Regions from separate parts of the Sus scrofa genome. Here region 2 is linked to region 1. Evidence: chromatin contacts called from public HiChIP or PLAC-seq data. All regions are on one chromosome and are shown on one strand. The core of a region is the stretch at or near the end of the contact, and the rest is flanking DNA. Distances in the headings are between cores, read along the strand shown. Region 1 holds the start of SRSF5 (serine/arginine-rich splicing factor 5). Region 2 holds the start of LOC100525232 (cytochrome c oxidase assembly protein COX16 homolog, mitochondrial).

Region 1 (5,921 bases), core at 2,756-5,255:
CGAAGGCCAGCGGCTATAGCTCCCATTTGACGCCTAGCCTGGGAACCTCCATATGCTGTGGGTGCAGCCCTAAAAAGACAAAAGGAAAAGTTTAATGATGTAGTGGAGAGGATGGGACCTAAGATAGGAAAAAAAAAAAAAAAGAGAGAGAGAGAGAGAGATGATTGATGGAATAAGGTCTGGAATCTGGTGCACGAAGGACCAAAGTTTTGGAAATAAATTGAGTGCCTGCTTTCTTTGAAACCAAGAAGGGGAAGATGAGTGAAGATACATGTAATTGGAAGATGGAGGGGAGAGAGACCAAGGCAAAGGCAGCCTGATAAATGCTATTTTCCATGTGGAGCAGGAAGCGGTTAACCTCCAAGATGACCCCAACCATCCTTCTCCTGGTTCTCACAGGATTTCCCTTCTACATTGTACCAGGTGTGGGCTGTGTGACCACTAGCACGTCGCAGAAGCTAGGTGTTACAGGTTGAATTGTGTCTCCCCCAAAAGGTAGGCTGAGGGTCTAACCCCCAGAACCTCAGATGTGACTTTATCTGGAAGTAGGTCTTTACAGAGGTCATGAAGTTAAAAATGAGGTCATTAGGGTGGGCCCTATTCCAATGTGGCTGGTGTTCTTATAAAAAGGGGAAATTTGGACACAAATTCAAAGAAAGCTAGACTAGAAGGTAGATGGTGCGAAGACACACATGAAAAGATGTTCATGGGACTGAAGCGATGCATCTCCAAGCCAGAAACGCCAGGAGTTGCTGGTAAGCACCAGGAAGTAGGCAGTAGCGAGGAAGGGTCCTTCCCCAGAGCTGTCAGAGGCAGCGAGGCCTTGCTGGCAACTTGATGTAGGACTTGTAGCCTCCAGAACAGTGACACAATAAATTTCTATTGTCTTAACCCCTCCAGGTTCTGGTACTTTGTTATGGCAACCCAGCAGACTGATATGCCACGGTACGTCACTTCTAAGATCAGGTTATGAAGACTCTAGTTTCTGTGTGTGTGTGTGTGTGTGTGTGTGTGTGTGTGTGTGTGTGTGTGTGTGTGTAAACACTTTTTTTTTTGGTCTTTTCTATGGCTACACTCATGGCATATGGAGGTTCCCAGGCTAGGGGTCTATTTGGAGCTGTTGTTGCCGGCCTACACCACAGCCACAGCAACACCAGATCCGAGTCGCATCTGCGACCTATACCACAGCTCACTGGCAACACCGGATCCTTGAGGCCAGGGATCAAACCTGCAACCTCATGGTTCCTAGTCAGATTCGTTTCCGCCGCACCACAACGGGAACTCCCTATTCAGCCCTGCTTTTGTGGCAGGACAACCCATGTAGATAACAAGTAAATGAACAGGAGTGGCGGTGTTCCAAAAAAACTTTATTGATGGCTACTGACCTTTGTGTTTTACATAATTTTCATGTGTCATGAAATATTCTTCTGCTTTTGATTCCCCTCCCCATCATTAAAAATGTAAAATCATCGTCAGATCATACAAAAACAGACCGCAGGCTGGGTTAGATCCGCAGCCCATGATTTTTGGACCTCTGGATTAGATAAACTCAGGGATATGATGAATGAAACACCCCACAGTTATGCTGAAAGTCTCCCAAAGAGATGGCTTTGATAAACTCTTGTGTTTATTTTAATCTGTGATTTCTGGGCATCTTTTTTCCTTCATAAGATTTGCTACTCACTTGGATGTCTTAGGAAAAGGATGCCAAGCCATTTTGTTGAAACATTAACAAGGAACAGGAACACCTGAAAGAAGTGCTAATGCACATCCAGGCCTACAAATATTGAGACTTTCCTGTGTTAGGCATTTCTGAAAAAAAAAAACATGAATAACACATATCTTTATTTCAAGTTGATGATGGAGGAATAGTAGGGGAGTGTATTGAGTTTCTTTGGATCACAAAGGAGAGAGAATAGTTATGTTCACAGAAGATGACTGTGTTTACTGGAGAAGCTGGTAAGAGAATCTGGTAGGGAAACTTACTAGGCAGTGTCAGAAAAGGAAACATCGCAGGAGATAAGTGGTTTAAAACAAGGAGATCACATCGCTAAGCAATACTAATGAACAATTTGTGGAAATCACAAACTTTTTAACAGTAAATAAATAAAGTTTATAAAAAAAATTACTCCTAGAGTTCCCATCGTGGCTCAGCAGTAAAGAACCCAACTAGGAACCATGAGGATACAGGTTTGATCCCTGGCCTCGCTCAGTGGGTTAAGGATCCAGCATTGCTGTGAGCGGTGGTATAGGTCACAGATGAGGCTTGGATCCCGGGTTGCTGTGGCTGTGGCGCAGGCTGGCAGCTGTAGCTCTGATTCGACCCCTAGTCTGGGAACTTCCATATGCTGCAGGTGCAGCCCTTAAAAAAAAAAAAAAAAAAATCCTGAAGAAAACCACAACACCTTAGAAAGCAGCAACACTTTTATGGTGTGCAGCACCAGCATTCTTGTTTTTTCACCCCAGAAAATATTTTGCAGATAACTTTCTCTTATTGCAGCAAAAATAATGTTTAGTAACTGAAATCACAAGACGTTGCTTCTATATCCAACAAAGAATGTAGAAAACAATTGGAAGATTGATTTTTTTTTTAATTATGCAGAAAGCAAACAAATGCAATTAAATAAGTATTGGTTTGGGACAATTTGTGCATTATAAAATGCCTATGTTTTTCAGAATAGCAGCTAAAGGAGTTCCCATCGTGGTGCAGTCGTTAACGAATCCGACTAGGAACCATGAGGTTGCGGGTTCGATTCCTGGCCTTGCTCAGTGGGTTGATGATCCGGCATTGCCGTGAGCTGTGGTGTAGGCTGCAGACACGGCTCGGATCCCGAGTTGCTGTGGCTCTGGTGTAGGCCGGTGACTACGGCTCTGATTGGACCCCTAGCCTGGGAATCTCCATATGCCGAGGGTGCGGCCCTGTAAAGACAAAAAAATTAAAAAAAAAAAAGGGAGTTAAAGTAACTTTTTCATCAAAACTCTCTTTATGTCTGAATTCCTAAGCCTGCTGACTTTACTAGGAAAACGCAGAGTTAAAGATGTGACTGGCTGTTTCACACTCACTTTGAAAACACAATATATCATGTTTCTGAAGAATGGTAGACTTTGTGTTACAGTACAGAAACCTGAAGAGAGAGTTAACCAAATACCATTTGGATTTAAAAGTAGCTGGAAACACCATCTAGCCAGCACAGTCCTAGAGTAGTAGAAATACAGAGGCCTGCATTCTGGCCTCAATTCTACTTTTTTTTTTCATAGTTGCTCCTGTGGCAGACAGAAGTCCCCAGGCTATAGGTCAAATCAGAACTGCAGCTGCCAGCTTACATCACAGCCAGGGCAATGCCAGATTAGATCCGCATCCAAGACCTATGCCACAGCTTGTGGCAACGCTGAATCCTTAACCCAGTGAGCAAGGCCAGGGAGGGAACCTGCATCCTCATGGATACAAGGCCTGCCTGTAACCTGCTGAGCCACAAAGGGAACTCTTCTGGCCTCAATTCTAGATGGCCCAATAGCCGCAGTCTCAAGTTCAGTATTTCATGACCCCTAAACTTTCCATTTAAACAATACTGCACTTAGTCTTCTACCTATAACTCAGCCACACGTCCATGGTATGGTTAAAATATGCTCTTCAGCATCAAGGAGCGCCCTCCAAAGTGCAACCGTAATTTGCAAATGGTAAAGGGTCAGAGATGGTCAGATATTTTTGCAAAGTCTGAGTTACTTTCGCCCAGTACTCTTCAGGATATTTTTTAAAGCTTCAGATAATTTTTTTTTTACTCACCAGTCTTAGGGTATTTTTATGAGATAATGATGAAGCGAACGTCACAGTCCAAACGCTGCGAAAGTCTTTGAGGAGGACCCTTCCAGACCTGAGCGTCTGGGAGCCACGCCCACCCCAGTTCCCGCCCCTCGGCCACGCCCACCACGAGTGAGCGGTGCTCCCGCCCTCCTCGGGCCTGGGCCCCCAAGGGGCGGCTCCAGGGGCGGTCCCGGAAGTGACGCAAGACGCGCCCTCCATTTTGTGGAGCGCCGGAGCATCTAAGTGCGTCAGTTGTGGAGATACGTAGGCGAGTTAAGTCCTGGTCTGCGGGGAGGCAGACGGCTCCGTCGCAGACTACGGACCTCTTTGGGTCTCAGCTGCCAAAGATCCTGTCCGGTAGGTGAGTGGCTCACTTTGAGGGAAAGCCTTCTCGGATCGAGGCTTCTTCATGGCCGCTCAGATCGCGAGTGGTCAGGGCTGCTCTCTGTGCGGAGGACGGCGTCCACTGAGCGCAGTTTACTCGAGGTGGGCGCTGGGGCACGTCTCCCTTTGGGTATTGTTTGAGGGGACCTGACGGGGGAAGGGCGGTCGTGGTCCTGGTTATGGTGGTTTTTACACGGAGGGGTCGTGTGCCCCTCCCTGCCTCCTTATTTCACTGCCCGAACCCCGCGAGGAGTGGGCCGATACCTTTGTTCGGGGTGTGGCCGGGGCTGTCCGAGGGCGGGTACAATGACCCCGGCACAGTGGGTTCGGGGCAGGGGAGGGACCAGGGAGCTTGGCACGCGCGGCTCCCCACCGCTGGCTCCGAGGCGGCCATTTTGAGGCTGTTTCGCGGCCGCCCGCCGCCGTCTGCGCAGGCGCGGCGGTGGCGTCGCGAGATCCGGCTTCCACCCGCTGTGACGCTCCCGGGAGGCGGCGACGCGCGCGGCCCGTCGTCATTGGGCTGGCCTTGCGGAGGGCGGGGTCGGCTCCGCCCGCACTTCTCGGCCTTTCCTAACTGCGGCAGATGGGAGGGGGCCAGAAGAGCCAGGGAGAGTGTGCGGCTGCGCAGTTCCGGAGGCGGCAGTGGGCGTTGCGGTTGCTGCGGTCTGGGCCCAGGGAAGGATCGTGTTGGGAGCCGAGTTTTAATTTTGTCTGCAAGGGACCTGGCCTAATAAGAGGCACTCTTGGCAATCTTGTTTATAACATCACCGGGTAAACATTTTATTTTCTGCCGTTTATGTTTTTGATCCCTCGGCGAGGCATTCTTCCGACATTCACTGGTATTATCTTCATTGGATTATTTTCTGGCAGGAAGTACTAGCCGCACATCATGAGTGGCTGTCGAGTATTCATCGGGAGGCTAAATCCAGCGGCCAGGGAGAAAGACGTGGAAAGGTTCTTCAAGGGGTATGGACGAATAAGAGATATTGATCTGAAAAGAGGCTTTGGTTTTGTGGTAAGTATTTAGAAGTGGTTGAATTATCTGTTAAGTGAGTAGAGTTTGTGATAAGCGGTGCTTTTGATCTTATTAAGTAGAGTGTCTTTAGGGGAAATGTGCATCCTTAAGGCAGTGAGTTGTCTTAAGGGATAAAAGAAGCTCATTGCTGGCTGGAGGGAAACCACCCCTGGTGCTTCCTTTTTAAAATATATTTATTATTACACTTTTGTGGGTTTTTTGTGGGGGGGAGTAGTTGGCTGCGCTTGTGGCCTGTGGAAGTTCCTGGGCCAGGGCTCAAACGCACACCACAGCAGTGACATTGTGGGATCTTAACCACTAGGCTGACAGGGACCTACTGGTTGCTTCTTGATTAGGCTTATCAATATGGTATTGTCATTAAGATACTCCCTTTCCTATTCTTTCACAGGTATTTAGTGCTTTTGATGTGTTGTAGAATACACTTTTTAAAGCCATGTTAAACATATTTTTTTCACGTTTGAATTTGAGGAATTTGAGGATCCCAGGGATGCAGATGATGCTGTATATGAACTTGATGGAAAAGAACTCTGCAGTGAAAGGTGAGGATCTTTGTTTTTGTTTTATAACTAGTTAGCATTGTAAAGATAGAGTGGCCAGGTCAGCTGGGATGTTTTTCTAAATAGATTTCTTAGTTAGCATAAGTGGATAATGAAGAATTTTTCTTCTCTTCTTGTAGGGTTACAATTGAACATGCTAGGG
Region 2 (6,378 bases), core at 2,156-4,655, 490 kb after region 1:
AACCTGAGGCTCTGAGAAAGCGAGAAATAAAAGGTTAAGGCAGAAATGCAACCTGCCTAAGTACTGAAGGCATGCCTAATTAAGCACACAGAGCCCCTTGACAAAGACTGGGAAACTTATTGGTTCTAGGTAATTAGGAAAATCACTGCCCAATAAAAAAAAAAATAGCCCAGAGTAAAAATGGGCAAAGGATCTGAATAGACGATTCTCCAAAGAAGATACAGAGATAACCAATAATTGATCATATGAAAGGATGTCCCACATTATTAGTCATTAGGGAAATGCAAATCAAAACCACAGCTACCACTTCACACCCACTAATAAGGGTTTAAAATAAACAAACAAACAAACAAACAAAAAACAGTGGACAATGACAACTGTTGGCAAGAATGCGGAGAAATCAGAAGCATCATACATTGCTGGTGAGAATGATGTAGTTTCTGGGAGAGATTCTGGAAGTTCCTCAAAATGTGAAACATGAAGTAACCATAAGACCCAGCAATTTTACTACTAGGTATAGACTCAAGAAAAATGAAAACACAACCATACATAAATTTGTACGTGAATATTCAGAGCAGCATTATTCGTAATAGCCAAGAAATGAAAAAAACCGAAATGTTCATCAATGGAAAATAAATATGCCAACTGACAGACTATTTAGCCTTTAAAAGAAATGATGTTTTGATACATTACAACATGCATGAAACTTGAAAATATTATGCTATGTGAAAAAGGTCAGTCACAAAAGACCACATGTTGTGTCATTCTATTAAATCTATAGACAGAAGGACAGACCTAGGATGGGTAAAGGGCAGAGGAGAATAGGTAGTAACTACTAGTGAGTTTGGTATTTCTCTTAGGGTAATGAAAATATTCTAAAATTAGACTGAAGTGACAGTTGCATAACACTGTGAATATACTAAAAACAGACGAACTGAACACATTAAATGGGCTAAATTTTTGGTATGTAGAAATCATTAGTCACTGGTCGGGTTAGAAAAGTAAATTCTCAGGACTAAATGGGCAGTGTGGAAACTGAAACAACTACATTCTCTTTTCCAAGTGGTTTGGAAAAGAAGGGAAGGAAATTATTATTAGTTTATACTTGGTATTCTAAGTCCTCTTCTGTATGATGTTGAATAAAGATTCCTAGAAGCATTAATATTTATCTGAGAGGAAATAATTTCAATCTGAAGTATGGTAGTATACTACAGTAAATACAGCATATAGTATTTTAGTAATTATGGTATATTTGACTGATACATGGTAAAGAGGATGTTATCTTTCGATTCTTTCTAGTAGTGTTGGGTTTTAGAGCACTGAATTCAACATTTTCCTCTACAGGACTTCTTGTCATGGCGCAGCAGAAACGAATCTGACTAGCATCCATGAGGATGAGGTTTGATCCCTGGCCTTGCTCAGTGGGTTAAGGATCTGGCGTTGCCATGAGCTGTGGTGTAGGTTGCAGATGGGGCTCAGATCCCAAGTTGCTGTGGCTATGGTATAGGCCAGCAGCTTCAGCTCCTATTAGACCCCTAGCCTGGGAACCTCCATATGCTGCAGGTGTGTCCCTTTTAAAAAAAGACCAAAAAAAGAAAAAAAGAAAAAAAGCCATTTTCCTCTACAAAATTAATTATGTCTAGGACCTATATTTTGAAACGGTATAGACATTAGGTCCACTATAGTATAGGCCCAGTATAGACATAAAGGCCAGTAAAGAGAAGTACACTTGGGAGGAAGTCTACTATGGTATTCTCTATTCCATGAAATAGAACAAATGAGAGAACCCCCAGAGGTTACTTTTATACTAGTGGTTTTAAGACATTGGTTTTGATGATTTTGAAAGATTAGAAACAAAATCAAACTGTCTTCCAGTAGAACATGCAGGTGATTCAAGTTAAGTGACTAAACAGTGTTTCTGACTAGACTTCTTTGGTGGGGGGGAATCTATAGAGAGGATAGTTTTCACACATGCCTGTTATCTATACAAATATAATTACTGCATTGTCTTATACAGCTTTCTTTAAACTTTTAAAAACATACATACAAAGGAGTTTCCAAAGATTAAAAAGAAACCTAGATTCATCGAAGATGAGTTAAAAAAAAACTCGTTACTTTTCTAAGGTCACTTCTTTCCTTTAATTCTGCTTAAATGCAAAAGCTGGTAATTTCACCGGTATCAATATCCATACCAAAGTAATAAACTATTTAAAAGAAAGTGGATTATGTCCACGTGCTTTATTTAAATTAATTTACTGTGATATCAAGGCCTGCTGAAGCAAAATAACTTGGCAAGGTCAAACCGAAAAGAAAGGGAGTGGTCTCACCAGAGCAACTCGGGTTGGTGTTAAGCCAACATCACCCTGAAGTTTCAAGACGAATGGGATCTTCAGGGAACTCAGTACAGGACTGGATGCAAACACACAGACACCAAACCTACTTTCAATGTACTTTAAAAACATCAACATTTCAGCGACCATGTTTAGAGAGCTGCTGCAATGCGGAAGGTGCCCTCCCAATCATTCACAAGAGTTTAAGTTGGGGTCATTAACTCTGGGAGAATTAAGCCAGTTCACAAACTAGTAAACTGAAACCTGAAGAAGTTCGAAGTTGTACAGCTAAATCAAGTAAATACGTCTAGTCCCAAAGACCCAGAGTATCGTCAAGCTGTAGCGGGGTGTTAAGGGCGCGATACAAATTTAGGAATCATTCAGACTTGGGTTAAAATCTGGTTCTGACATCTCTCTCAGAAGCACTACCAAAAAAGGTAAGTGGACGACTCGAGATGCCACTACCAGTTCGAGGAGACTAGAAGGACCGCCTAAACGCTCTCAAACTATCGCTGCCACTCCTGGCCTGGCATTACAGTTTCCCTGCAGTTTAATTCCAGCCAAACTTGAGCTCCCACGCCTCCCGGAATCCCGCCCCCCACACTTCCTCCTCCCTGCGCTCACCAACATGGGGACTCCATAACGTAGGGTCTTGTTTTTGCGGAAGGCGCGCATCACCGCTTGAGGGAACATGACTGAACTCTCCAGCCTGCTTGGACGCTCCGCCAACCAGGCCCTGCGCGGGCTGCCGAAACGCAGTAGCTCAAGCTCTCTCCAGACAAGGACGCCCGTAACTCACCTTCTTCGCTTGGCCTCCCAGTCCTTTTCAGATAAGCCTCTGCCAGGCAAAAGCAATCGATCTGTTGTAACATACTCGCGATTTCCCCCCGGAAATTCGAGCGTCAGAGGTTGGTTCCGCCAAGTTGCTTTGCAATTGGGAATTAAGGGGTTTAAATCGTGTTTGTAGCCGTCATCAAAGGCTGTGGAAATCTGTAGCTCCTGTGTTCTGAATCTCGAACAATGTATTCTTAGAACAGCGACCCCCCCCCATGAAAATCAGCTTAATAAAATCAGATTTTTTAACAAGTTACTTTTTAGTTATTTGTGAGATGGGTAGTTTACCAGCTTAATAAAAATGAAAAAAAAAAAAAGAAATTGCTACGAAAGCTTAGATTGAATGAATGGTAATCAGTGTAATGTCTGGCTATCTGATTTTTTTTTTTTTTTGTCTTTTTGCCATTTCTTGGGCTGCTGCCACGGCATATGGAGGTTCCCAGGCTAGGGGTCGAGTCGGAGCTGCAGCCACCGGCCTATGCCAGAGCCACAGCAACGCGGGATCCGAGCAGCGTCTGCAACCTACACCACAGCTCATGGCAACGCCGGATCCTTAACCCACTGAGCAAGGCCAGGAATCCAACCCACCACCTCATGGTTCCTAGTCGGATTTGTTAACCACTGAACCACGATGGGAACTCCTATCTGTGAACTTCTAATGCTAGAGCTTTTACTGCCACATAGCCTGTAATCTTCAGTCATAGATGAAGGTTTATTTTCCATTCGTTCAGCAACCATCCAGCATACCCTTTTGTGGGTCATTAGGAGGCAGGAGGAACCAGAGATGAAAAGACATGAGCCCTGCCTTAAAGAGGCTGGCAGTCTAATGGGCACACAAATGAACCATCAGTAACTTGGGAAACAGCCCCCACCATGTGCCATTTGCCAGAATGCCTCACTTATCAAGTGCTGTTTGAGATGACATAATAAACTGCAGGTGATGCAGAGTCACATTTCCCATGCTCTCCCTGAAATCTTTCCATCTGTCCCTGCCTCTCTATTACCACTGAAAGATTCCTGGCTTAATTCGTTACTCTTGCCAACTATTAAAGTAGCCCCTAAGTGATCTCTAGAGAAGAAACTCCTGATCTCCTTCCTGCCTTTGGGCTGATTTAATAATTAATACCTATATTTATAAGGCCACTGGGTCTAAAACAACAAAAGAAACAAAAAAAAACCCTCTTAATTGTCAATCTAAAATCTATCTCCCACACTGCTGGCAATTATCTAAGAGGCATAAATAATGATGAGATTCTGTTTTTGCCTACAGTAGTCACTCCAGTTGTTACCAACCTGGGTTCTTGGCCCTCCTTAATAGAAATTTGTAAGAGGCCAGATAGGAAAATAAAGGTAAGAATATTAGGACAATTGGACTTCCAGCCACTTCACGTTATGAAGTTTGAACCTCTGTCACTTTCGTAAGTCTCCTGTCAGGGAGAGACTGCTGGACCAGGATCAGCACCATGTGAGGTGAGCCGTTCCCACCTCTTGTCACCCGTGAAGGGGAGACGTTGCTGGCCGTGGGAAGCAGGCCTCAAATCTGAGAGGAATGTTGCTACAGCTACCTGACATCCACTCTAGAAGCAGGAGAGGACAGCGAGAGGAAAAGACAGAGAGAGAAGCAGAGAGATATCAAGAGAGGGAAAGGGAGGAGTTCCCGTTGTGGCACAGTGGTTACGAATCCGACTAGGAACCATGAGGTTGCGGGTTCAATTTCTGGCCTTGCTCAGTGGGTTAAGGATCCGGCATTGCCGTGAGCTGTGGTGTGGTTCGCAGACGCAGCTCAGATCCTGCCTTGCTGTGGCTCTGGCGTAGGCTGGCGGCTACAACTCCGATTAGACCCTTAGCCTGGGAACCTCCATATGCTGCGGGAGTGGCCCTAGAAAAGGCAAAAAAAAAAAAAAAAAAAAAAAAAAAAAAAAAAAAAAAGAGAGAGAGAGAGGGAAAGGGAAAGTTTTACCTGAATGAGGGTATGGAGGTCCCCAGGGCCCACACTGATGCTGAAACAAGAGGTTCAGGCAGCTGCTTATCACCCACGAGGAAACTGCATTCAGTGGTCCCAGAGGTGCCCAGATCCTCTCCCAGAAAAGGGACAACAGCCCCTTGGGCACCACTGAGTCTGTTACTGACCTGGGTTCTTGACCTTGCTAAATCAATAGAAATTGATGAGGCCAGATAGGAAAATTCAGGCAAGGCTTTGCTGGGGCTCCTGCTGCAGTCAGGAGAGTTACAACAAACAACAGGTTCCCTTGCTTTCTCACTTGCTGGGGGGAGGCAGCGATGGGGGTGGAGGTGGGGAGAAAGCAGTTGCCTTATATGGGGTAAGGGCATGGGGGGGGGGTCCTGGGATTGGGCCAGAGGGGTAGATTAGGTGGTCCGCCCTCCCCTTTGGTGGTGTCCTATGCAGAGGGCATGCTAGTACCCTGCTTTTGCTTACAACACCCTGTTTTTCTCTCAGCTCTTCAGAAGTGGCAGTTGGGTTTTTAGTTTTTTAATCTTCTTGCCCATAATTTGCCCCAACTGTGCATGTACATGGTAATTTTTAGTCCCTTATAGTATCTTTGTATTTTGTCGCTCAAGGAGATCTTTGTCCAGGGGCAAGCATAGCAGCCACTGCAGCAAGGATCCCAGGTCCCAGGTCCCAGCCTGTCTCACAATTTTCTTAGCAGAGAATTTAATGCCCTTTGTAATACAACTCTGGCCTGCCTTTTCTGCCACTGTTCTTCGTCCATTCCATGCTCCATCCTGGAAGAGATATTACCCCTGAGTGTTGCATGAACTTCCACATCTTCAAAATGCAGCTTTAGGGACACCAGGTTCTTGAGGCCTCCCTTACCCCACAAGCAATGTGAATTATTTCCTCCTCAGAGCTCCATTAGTCTGACGAAAATTTATCACAGACCTCTATCACACTGTATTATTGATTTCAGTGTACAAAGTCATTGTCGTTCCAAATAGTATATAATAAGCACAATGAAAAAAGGATAATGGAAAGAACATTTCAGAGTTTGAATTTGAACCTTGGAGTTTCATTTTTGGTTCTGGGTTTGAAAAAAATGAATCAATTCCTACCCCCAAGGCATTACCTGAATTGAGCCAAGGATGATTTTTACTTATTTTTATTTTAAAATTTCATATTCTTGAGGTATAGTTGGCTTGCCAAGGATGATTTTTACTTATTTTTATTTTAAAATTTCATATTCTTGAGGTATAG

Evidence for each region. HiChIP or PLAC-seq counts read pairs in DNA pulled down with a chosen protein or histone mark.
Region 2: an H3K27ac HiChIP or PLAC-seq map of alveolar macrophages shows a contact between it and region 1. The contact joins the promoter of LOC100525232 here to the promoter of SRSF5 in region 1. A contact is called at or near these places in 2 of 2 datasets of contacts at active chromatin or transcription factors (alveolar macrophages and skeletal muscle).

The regions. Positions count from the first base shown.
Region 1 is chr7:93,389,374-93,395,294 of Sscrofa11.1, forward strand. SRSF5 (serine/arginine-rich splicing factor 5) reads left to right here and starts at 4,006. Exons shown (of 8, transcript XM_001927419.6): 1 at 4,006-4,288; 2 at 5,057-5,201; 3 at 5,691-5,761; 4 at 5,899-5,921. The coding sequence starts at 5,076. It overlaps LOC106504507 (a long non-coding RNA gene), which reads right to left and starts at 3,903. Exons shown (of 4, transcript XR_001298042.2): 1 at 3,785-3,903.
Region 2 is chr7:93,879,190-93,885,567 of Sscrofa11.1, forward strand. It overlaps LOC100525232 (cytochrome c oxidase assembly protein COX16 homolog, mitochondrial), which reads right to left and starts at 3,406. Exons shown (of 4, transcript XM_003128623.4): 1 at 2,955-3,406. The coding sequence starts at 3,023.